Linked DNA regions of Anas platyrhynchos: region 2 is linked to region 1. Evidence: chromatin contacts called from public Hi-C data. All regions are on one chromosome and are shown on one strand. Each heading gives the region's core, a stretch centred on a gene start, on an enhancer-like site or on the middle of the called end of the contact. The rest is flanking DNA. Distances are from core to core; before and after follow the strand shown.

Region 1 (5,151 bases), core at 1,371-3,870:
AATGGGCTTAGGGTTTGTTTTAGAAAGCTTGCTCGCTTTTTCCCCTCTCTGCTCCCTTCTGTCCCTCCTGCAGACACAAATACATCATTCCCACAAATGAAACTGTTTAATTTTAATAACTGGCCTAGAGCTAAAACTGACAGTGGGAGCGGAGCTGGTTTGCCGTCACTGACAGCTGGAATAAACTACCTGCTTCCTCGCAAGGGATGGACAGCCAGCTTGTTTGTTTTTGAGGACATTTTGATCCCTAAAGAAACACCTCTCAGCTAGAAATGTCAGAAGCCAGGGCGACGTGATGCTGTTTTTCTGCTGTTTAGAAGCAGGGCTCCAAGGGTGGTGGAGAAACGTGGTGGGCAGAGGTCCCTTTTCTCTCTCCCTGTTTTCAGAGCAACTCCTTATCACGAGGTGTCGGCCCCACCAGTGCCTCGGGAGAGGCTCGGGGTCTCTCTGGAATAAGCTTCCTGTGGTCAAGGTCCCTGCCAGATCGGTTGGACAAAAGCTCTTCTGTACAGCTGAGAGGTTTTGAAAACCCTGCGTTGTGGCAATGAAGGGTGGGTGATTCGTTAGGCATTAAATAATTTTGCAATGACTGGTTTTACCTCTGGCTCCGTAAGAAAGTCAGCCTCTTATTTTGCCAGTTCTCAGAAGAAAATGGCAGCACTCCCATTTCCTCTCCTCCTCCCTCAAGGCCTGCCACCCTTTTTACTTTTATTTTTTCCTCCCAGGGCCATTAGACAAGATGCAAATTATTCTTAATAGGGCCAGAACAATGCCGTGTTCCCAGCGGAATAGTTAAGGGTCAAAGCCATCGTGTGCCAGCCCTCGGCATGATACTAATTTTGGCAGTGTCCCCTTCTTGTGCCCCAGACCTGGGAGTGTCCCGAGGCGTGACATGGTGGCAATGGGCATTGGCCTCAGCCCCTGGCCTTGGATTAGTCTCCGGAGCTGCCCTGCTGCAGCCCAGGGACCTGGCATCCTGCTGGTGCTTTCACTCTGGCAGGTCCATGGAGCCATATCTTCACCCCAAGTTTTGGTGGATGAATAAAGTGAAAAAGGAACACTTGATTTTATAAAGTACTTAAAGTATTGGTGTGGGTCTTTTTTTTTTTTTTCTTCTCTCCTTTTTTTTGACCTTGCCAGGAATTCTGCTGGATCCCCAGTGCTGCAAACACGGCCGTCCTTACCTTTAAAACGTAGCAGGAACCTCACTGAAGTCATTGACTTCCAGGGGAACGGGATCAGAGGGCTGAAGCGGAAAGTGAAACTCTCTAAAAACAAAAATGCAACAGAGGAGCCTCCTTTTATTTTCAAATTGAGCCTCATGCAAAAAGTAAACACCTGGCACAAATGACTAATGCAGGTTTGTCAAGGGGGTGATCAAACACATGCTGAATTCAGCAGCATGTTTTGCACCAAGTTCGATGGGGTTTGCCTCGGACCCGTAGCAAGACAGGCAAGAACATTTTTCTACAAAAAAATGTCATTTAAAAAAATGTGGAAAATTCTCCTGTTCTACCTCCTACATGTTTCTATTGTCAAACAGTCACTGATCTTATTTTAGACTTGACCTTAATGTTCTTTCCACAGCACGCAGGCTGAATGACATGTTATTCAAGTTCTCAGACAATATTATGATATATCTGCTTTTATATTTAGCTGTAACTTTTATTCTCCTTATAAACAAACCCACCTAATACAACCACCACCTATCCAGGGAAAGTATTTCCATTCCCCTCGGTTTAATTTGGACAAATTTGGCATGAAAACATTCAATAGTTCCATAATAACCTTTGCAACAGGATGCCTGCTGTGCTGACATGCAGGTCTACAGCGAGCTGTACCATGTGCCAGGAAATTGCATTCTTAAGAAAAATCTAGACATAAATTTTGAACAATCAACGCTTAAATTTTGAGAACTCTGGCGTGAGCTGTTATCTGCCTCATGGGTTTTTGCTTTAATAGCTTTTTGCTCTCTGAGCTGTGCCTCTCTGGGTAGGCTGTACCTCTCGGGTCCGACTGTGCTGAGCCCTGTCATGTGGAAAGGGGGACAACTTGGTTGTTTCTCTGTTGTTGTTTTGTGTCCTCCAGCATCCCACCTTGGTGCAGCCGGGGGCTGGTTTCTCTCCAGAAGAGAGTAGAGCCTAGCTGGAAGTTTTGCAGGCTGGTGCTTAGCTCTCAGCAGGCACTCTTGCAGTAAGAGGTTGCTGGATTTCACTCCAGTTCAGCCTTCCCTCCCCAGCCCAGAAAGCCAGAAAGGGGTTGGGAAGAGATGAAATACCAGTAGACCCCACTGTCTTAGGTCAGTCAGGGGCATCCTTCACCCTGGGGCAAGCCCATATGCTGAAATATGGAGGGACTAAAAGGCAGGCTAGCTCCAGGGTGAGAAAAAGTTTTCCCTGCCTTGAGGTATCTGAGCTCATCTCACCGAAAGTGGAGCAAGAAAAAGTTCAGTGCAGTGTGGATGCCCACCAAGGCTCAGTGGCTCACAAATGTTCTTGAAATTTGCATAGCTCCTACTCAAGGGAGTGACAGCATGCCTGGAAGGGCTTTACGTGACTCTGCTGAGACCCTCTTGACGCGTGTCGAAGGTTATATCAGCAAAACAGGGGTGGCTGCCCAAGGCTGCGACTGTATCCGTGAGTTTTGCCGCTAGGAGATGGTAAGAAAGAGTGAGAAAACACACACAGCTCCTTGGGAGAGAAAAACCCCTCTGTTTTTTCCTGATAAGTTCAGTAAAGCGAGCAGCCGGTGTAATCGGCAGAGCGGGATTGTCGGAGGAGGCGGGGATCGGGAGGGGATGTTCCACGAATGTGAACTCGCAGCAAAATGACGGGCCGTGAAACCGTGTGAACCGAACCCCATCAGGGGAAGCTCACTCAAACTCGAGCCAGGAAAAATTATAGAGCTCTATAAATAGCTAAATTGAATGCATTTGTGTGTGTGTGTGTGGATGCACACATGTATCTATGAGGTCATGTGCATGAAAGAAATACAGTAGTACTTCATGTGTTGTTGTTTTTTAAGTAGTGGAAAATGTTTTAATGATTTTTTTTTTCCTAGAGACAGTACATTATGTTCTGTCCTTAGGGCCAAAAACACAAAGTGCCTATTTTCATGAGGAATCCTACAGAAGGAGGAAGGGAAAGTATTATGCAGCGTAGCAAGGGTATAGTAGCCATTCCACAGTGATTACACATCCAAGCAAAGACTGCAGCAGAAAACTCAGAAATACATTAGAAGCGGAAAACAAGATGTGTGAAGTGTTTCCTATTCCCTCCCCACACTTATGACAACCAAGCAAACAGAGAGGCTGCCATGGAGCTTACATTTAACCCCTTGCATTTGATAATAGGGCAGTACTTCTGTGTGCACACACACAACAGGTTGAGGACTTCCTGTGCTTATTAATTTTGCTCCCTCACAACTTTCAGTTGATTTTCAGTATGTTAAAATAGTCCAGTCAGACACAAAACAAGTGACTGGAAGTGCTAAACCATAGATGTTTAGGAATTAACGTAGCTGAAGCGAATCACAGCCCGAATAGCTCCTAAATTAAAGGACAAAACAGTTTTTAGTTTTATACCAGTAGTCTGTGATTCAAAGTCTGATCCCCCCCATATGGTATAGTACCTTTCATTCATCTTGTGATAGCCAAATGATGAATGAAGTCAGTCTTCTGAAACAAAAAGGTTCTTTTCCATACAGAATTCAAGTGGATGAAAGAATCGGTGCAGTCATTCAGTTTAATTTAAGAGCAAGGTGCAGTCTGGGCTGTAATGCCCTCACACCACAAGGAAATCAAATTTGTATTTGAGTCTCCTTCGCCAGCTTGTTTGAGCATTTATGATAACATCGGTAGCTTGGTAAATGATGTAATGGGAGCTAAATCAGGATGACCAACATAAACATCTGTCAGTGCATGTGAACATTTGATGTACGGCCCAAGGGCCCAGCGCAGCATTCAGCCTCTTGGCAAACAGTCCTTGGATGTCGGCGTCACTGGAGGTTGCAGGATCACGCTCTGGAGGGGATACGTGCTGTCTCCTCTGTGATGTTAGCAAGCGACAGGGTGCATGATTTGCGTGGTTGCTATCTGGTGAATCACTTGGGAACGTGTCCCCTCCAGTGCGCGTGCTGGACAGCACTCACCCAGTGCTGACTTTCAGGGCGAGGCGTCAGCATCACTGTGGTTCCTTCCTAAGAAGTCTCAGCTGGTCTTCATGTGATACATGGGCTTGTGCTGGTCCTCTGAAGAGCAGGAGAAGATTCCAGGGGTAACTGGTATGGTTCTGGGTAGCCAGAGATTCACAGTCCGATTCATATCCGAAATGTCAGCTTTGGTGGTTTGTGCCCTTAATGTCAGGGGAGTCATTCCTTACGCTCAGACTGTTCTGGTTATATTTTGATTCAAAATCATCTTTTTGTCATGTTCTTGCTTGGATTTGTAATTTTCTGAAAGTAATCTGCCTTACTTTCATGTTCCTAATTATGAACCTAATTAGGTTCGTGTTCCTGATTATTATTATTATTATTATTTTAAATGAGATTCGTGTGGGAGGCTAATAGTATCATAGTATAGACAAGCGTCCAAGTTATTGAATATGCATGCCGTCCACAGAAATGGACAGAGAGGATCTGAAAAAAAAAAATCTGCCAGGCTCAAGAGCTGCCTGCTGGATTCAGTTTTTGTTGATGGGCGAAGCCTTTGGCAGAGGAGCAGCAGGCGTGAGAAGCACCCCAAGGAGCAGCGCAGGAAAGTGTCGAGCTCTGCTCTGGGCATGGCCTTCAGCTGAGCACAAAATCTGTGGCCAGACTCAGGTTTTGCTCAAGGCTGTGGGAAAGGGGGATCCCGTCATCCTTCCCAGTGCAACAGCAGCCAAATTCATGTCCTCCTCCCTCTCACCTCTTCTCCCACAGGTGTTTCAGGCTCGCAGCCGCCTGTCCCCATCCACCCTGAGAAAGGTTTTGCTTTAATGTGTTGAGCTATGGGAAAACTGTTTCCACTCCCACTACGTCCTAGCTGTTACAAGAGAGATTGTTCTGGACAAAAAATAAGCATATTTGAGTATTTTACTCCTTTTTAATCACTTCAAGGTGCTACGTGCTTATAATTTATTTCAAAAGAAGTCTTTTGTCAGTCCCGAGTAAGTA
Region 2 (5,214 bases), core at 1,826-4,325, 66 kb after region 1:
TACCAGAGGCTGCTGCAGCAGCGCAGCGTTGGCCAGGACGGGGCTGGAGCTCTACGGCTGCAGCAACGCTTCTGTGCTGCTGGAGCTCGAGGCTGAGTGCGAGGCAGGCAAGCCAAAGGTATCTGGATCAGAACTCCCTGTTTAGACAACAAACAGGGGATCAGGTATTTCCCTAAGAGATGTTAAAACAAGCAGCAGAAAAAAAAAAAAAAAAAAAAAAAAAGCGTGACTGGTCCCTCGTGGCTCAGCTGATGGCACAGCCTGCTCAGACTAGTTCGGTTTCACCCTTTGCATTCACATGCGCTGCCTGTTCTGGCAGAGACCACTTCAAGCAAGCCCTTCCTTGGCAAACCCTTGGTCTTTCTGTCTTTCTTTTCCCTGTTTACCTCAGCTAATACCTGCGCCTGAAGCCCTTTCACGGCACAGCTGGATACATTTATTAAACAAAACCCTCCATTACTGAAGTGGTGGGCTGATGACAAAAGCTGTGCCAAAGCGCTTTGAACATTTCTACAAGCAGCTACTTTCAGTTCCCATTTCTCAGACTGTTACATGATTTAACTCTTTTGCAGCAGCCTGAGAGTAACAGACACTGGCAGCTGGAGCATGCAGGGAACATAATGGTGTATGTGTTCGTATTTCCCTCAGTCGCCAAATTGCAAGCTGGGTCCAAATTTCCAAATTCAGCTTTTTAATTTAGGTAGGCTATTTCCAGTGTAATGGCACTCAAATTGAAAGTAAATTGCTAGCAAGACAGAATTTAGACCACACTTTGAGAGAACAGGCCTGCGTTGCCATTCAGACCCATTTTGTCCTTATTTCTGAGTCATTCAGAAAGTTGTTAAGTGTTCCCAATACATTGCGCTTCTTTGCAAAGGATAAGGTTGTGTGATGGTACACTATGAGTTCCCTTAGCAACTCTGTGATGCTTACTCCATCCTCCAAAGTGAGCCACAAATCACTGTGGGTGTTTGATAAGTTTGTATGTAAATATAAACTCATTAGAAGTGGTTTGATTAATTTGGCTAGAAGATGGCCTAAAACTGAATGGTTCTCAGTGCAACTAAGATTAGTGAAAATACATGGAATTCGTTTCTGTGTACAAATTATATACAGCTTCTAGCATTCAACCCAAGTAGTATGACTCCAGGACTGAGTAGAGCCTGAGTAGAGTTTGACTGTGTTGTTTGAATACGGAGGATTTTGTTCAGACTGCCTTCTTGTCTTCTTTCTCTCCTTAATGCTAATATTGCTCCCTCAGAAGTGGCACCCATTAAATACCACCAATGAGCTGCTACAGTGACATTACAGCTGATGCCAGAAATACCTCATTTTAATGTGGGCCTTTCCAGGAATAAGAAAACCAGGCAGCCTCCCCTAGGTCTGGGCTTTTGCATATTGCAGAGCCACGTCTAACTGAATTAAGTAGAGATGCCAAGACGAAATTGCTGAAACATTTCTCATGCTGACTTGGTTTAAGAAGAATGCAGCCTTGTCTGAACACTGCATGGCTTTCCGTGCAAGTTGAATGATCAACACCTTCCTAACCCCATGCTTTAAGGGTTGACCATAGCCTGGGTTGATCCTCCATCTCTCTCAACTATGGAGCAAATCTGTCTGCTGCCAGGTTCGTTCTCCAGAAGTATGAACAGGAACAGTCATCCCCTTTACTATAACCAGTTAGATTAATATATTTCTAAGTATATGCATCAGTTTTTATGAACAAACCTAACTACAATTAGTCTCTACTCCTTAGATGTCTCCATCTGAGTGCCACGTTTAGATAGCAAATAATCCAAATACTATTTCCATTTATTTGAATTTACATGGCCTTCCGTGAGAGCCTGGCATGAGTAGGAGCTGCAAGATATGCCCCCAAGACCACAGGCTCACCAGTGCAAGCATTTAAACAAAAAGACAGCAAGAACAAAGAACAACAAAGAACTTAGGTGAGACCCCTGTGAAGAGAATCAGTTTTGTCCAAAGACAGAAACCTCAGATATCACTGGAGAAACAAAAGGGTATGCAGGCAGCAACTAATCTAAGCTGCATATCTAAGACTATGTAGGGTCTAGTGAAAACAGAAGGCAGAATAGATTCATTTCTACCACTGACAAGGGTGAGGGGCAAAAAAAATAAACAAAACAACAGAAAACAAAACCAACAACCAACCAAACTAAAAACACCCTGGATGGGGATTTGATGGGGCGTATACATGCTAAAGCCAGTCCCTGGGCAGGTTCCCTGCCAGTGGTCAGCAGAGTGGCGTGGTGACACCTTCTTTTCCAGCACATTATAATTTGATAAAGTGCACCTGGCTGGAGCGCCAGCATGTCAGCACTCCCAGGCGGAAAAAGATAACGGCCTCTCTAAAGATACCGACCTCGTGAAACACCACACTCGGCACACCACCGTCTGTGGCTGAGCTGTCCTGATTTGCATGTCCTCACTACTCGGGCTTGCATAAAAGACCCATGGACGCTTCAGGAGAATAACAGCTACAGATCTATTTTTTTTTTTTATGTTCCAAGAACTTTTCTCATTAGCTTCAAGATGACATTTTAATGAGGTTTCGCTGCATAGAAAACAGGGGACGATTTAAGCAGCTCTCTCGGCTTTCTCCCTCCCCAAGCTCTCTCTGAAACGAGTTACCATGCAGGATCGAAAGCTTTTACGAGAGTTTGTGTTGCTCATATTGAGGCAGTGGTGAGTGAAAAGTCATTCAGCTGCTACATCTTGGCATCGGAGTGGATGTCATTCCCTCTCCCACCGTGACAGATGGCAGAGCCGTGTCATTCAAACCTGGGCAGGTTTCTTCAAAAGCGTGGAGCTGGTGTGTGTTTGTTTGTTTTGGAGTCACGGAGAGGGCAGCACGAAATAGCTGCGAGGCAATTCCCGTTCAGTAAAATGGAAGTCTCACCAGCTCTTCATTCAATACAATGTGGCTCAAGAGGATATCCTGTCAAACCAATGATAACGAGGGAAATAAAGTCACTTCCTCAACAGCTGTTTGATTCAGGTAGAAAAAGGAAGTCTTTACTTCCTCGTGTTTGCTCTCCCCACCACCCCCTCGGTCACAAACGCAGAATGCCATGCCGAGGCTGGCTTTTCCCTTTGCATAGTCAGGAGGGAGCAGTCGTGTCATTAATGCTTCGCCGGGCGCAGCATATGGGAAGCATTTACTCCTCTGCAGCCTGGAAGCTAGGGCCTGCCTCTCGGGCAGGGATGAAGGCCGAGCTGCAAGAGGACCGAGACTAAATAAACTCCAAGTGCAAGCAAAGAATGTTTGTGTAATTAAAGAGGACATTTGTTTCGTGGATCAAATATGGGCCAGCGGAAGAGGAGGGCAATGTGAGACAGAGCCTCTGCTTCGAGATGGCCCTGACACAGCGCACTCTCACACCTCCTCACCCTCACAGGCAAAATTCAACAAACTCCATTTTGGCCCCAGGCTCCCTGGAAAGCCATGCAATGCCATCCAGGACGGGGGCCTGCCCTCCCCATGGGTGATTCAGCGGGCAGGGCTCTCAGCATGCCCCTGGCCTGCCAGTCGGGCCCGAGAAGGTGAGGCCACCATCTCAGGGGCGTGGTACCAAGAGGTGCCTAGGCTGAGCATCTTTCCCTCCAACACTCCCACCTTTCCTTCTGGGTGGAAACAGGCAAGGTGAATTTGCACCGTAAACCAACGACGGACTGATCTGAGTTCATAAAAGCTTCCAGAGAAATGGCTTTCAAAAAACTTACAGGGCTGAATGAAGAGTTCTTTTCCGTATAACTTTTAACTGCCCTGATATAATTTTACATGCAGGATATAACTTTCCATTAAATTTTAAATAGGCAGGTCTTAAAATAAAGGCCTACAAGCGTTTTCTTTCCAATTGTGTAACATTTCCAGAAAGGTTGACCAAGCCAGGACTTGCCTCGGTCTATTTGCCAAGGGGACCCTTGCTTTAGTTATAAAGAGTGCTTTTCAGAGTACATCAAGTGTTTCAAGCAATTTTGCTAATCTTATTTGTTTTAGAGCTGATTCTCTTATTTTAAACAGACCGGTTTAGGTGACAAAAATCCAGTGACAAAAACATGGGTTTATAGAAGGAGACAAACCTCATGAAACAGTCAGGATTCTGTTTAGGGTTCTCTTTGTGCTAAAATAGTTTCCAGTAAGGGGTCATACTTCCCTCCCCCCTCGCCTTGTTTTAGTACATAAAATGGACATGTGTTTATTTAAAACAGGTTTGAAACTTAAACAAATAGTGACAGGCTGTTCAAACAAGCTTCGGAAATAGGCCTAATCAGGATGTTTGAGAAGGGGAGGGGGAATGATCATAAAGAGCTACTTGTAATATATAGTGCAGACACCATTAGGTTGGGTTCATGTTATTGTTGTAATAATCTCTGATGAAAAAGCACTGCATGCTGCACAGGTTTTGTTAGCATTCCTCTTTTGAACCATCGGTTATGCCATACTTTTGCCAGGTCTTCAAATTTTACTGTAACCCTCTGTCCATCCTCATGGCAAGTACCGGGAGATCACTGAATCGTTGGAAATGGCTTTCCAACCAAACTGGGCTGAATGTTCCTAAATTAAGGTAGAAAGAAGGCACAAAACACGCTCATTTTGCAGTTGATAGTGTGTGTGCATCAGCTGTCATAACTATACAGAAGTGAGACACAGCCCACTGAAAGAAACCATGGAAATGTAACGTTAAAATATTTTCACGACTTGCATTTCCATGTTTTGTTTTGTTTTTTTTCATTTCCTCTCTTTTCCACCCATAATATCACCAAGTGTTGAACTTTACCCTTCGTGTATTTTTATAAGGCCCGATCTTGAACTCCGTATCCAGACAAAGCTCCCATGGAAGTCAGTGAGCCTGCACTGGCGGCAACAGGATTTAGCCCAGTCTGTAACATTTTAGGATATTGTGTTACTTCATAGCCTTAAGGAGAAATAAAGGAAGCTTTCCAAAGAGCTGCACAGCAAACTCTGTGCTTTTCAGCTCTGCAACAGCACAGCTGAATATTAAGGCCAGAGTTTGCAAATGTCTATTTCAAAAACCAGGCAGCAACGAGAAAGTTGCCAAATTTTCTCAGGAATGAACAGTTTGCTTTAAGACATTCCCCCCAAAGGTTAAGCTGCTTTCACTTAAGAAAATACCCTTGGATACCCATGCTTGAAAATGATTGCCTGGAGTAACAAGCATGGAGAAATAA

What was found. A called contact is a pair of places that touch in the nucleus more often than the background predicts.
Region 2: a contact with region 1 is called in a Hi-C map of subcutaneous adipose tissue, with 2.1 times the contacts expected there. The contact joins two enhancer-like sites. A contact is called at or near these places in 2 of 8 Hi-C or Micro-C datasets (skeletal muscle and subcutaneous adipose tissue).

What each region holds. Positions count from the first base shown.
Region 1 is chr2:79,658,176-79,663,326 of IASCAAS_PekinDuck_T2T, forward strand. The region is part of intron 1 of BCL2 (BCL2 apoptosis regulator); the gene reads left to right. Among named protein-coding and RNA genes, the nearest start is that of BCL2, 15 kb to the left of the region's middle. Within about 2 kb of position 2,621, at least 4 of the 8 cell types and tissues checked have an H3K27ac peak or open chromatin away from gene starts, as enhancers often do. A contact at or near this core is called in subcutaneous adipose tissue, where this site is marked.
Region 2 is chr2:79,723,861-79,729,074 of IASCAAS_PekinDuck_T2T, forward strand. All of the region lies in intron 1 of BCL2 (BCL2 apoptosis regulator), which reads left to right. Among named protein-coding and RNA genes, the nearest start is that of BCL2, 81 kb to the left of the region's middle. Within about 2 kb of position 3,076, at least 2 of the 8 cell types and tissues checked have an H3K27ac peak or open chromatin away from gene starts, as enhancers often do. A contact at or near this core is called in subcutaneous adipose tissue, where this site is marked.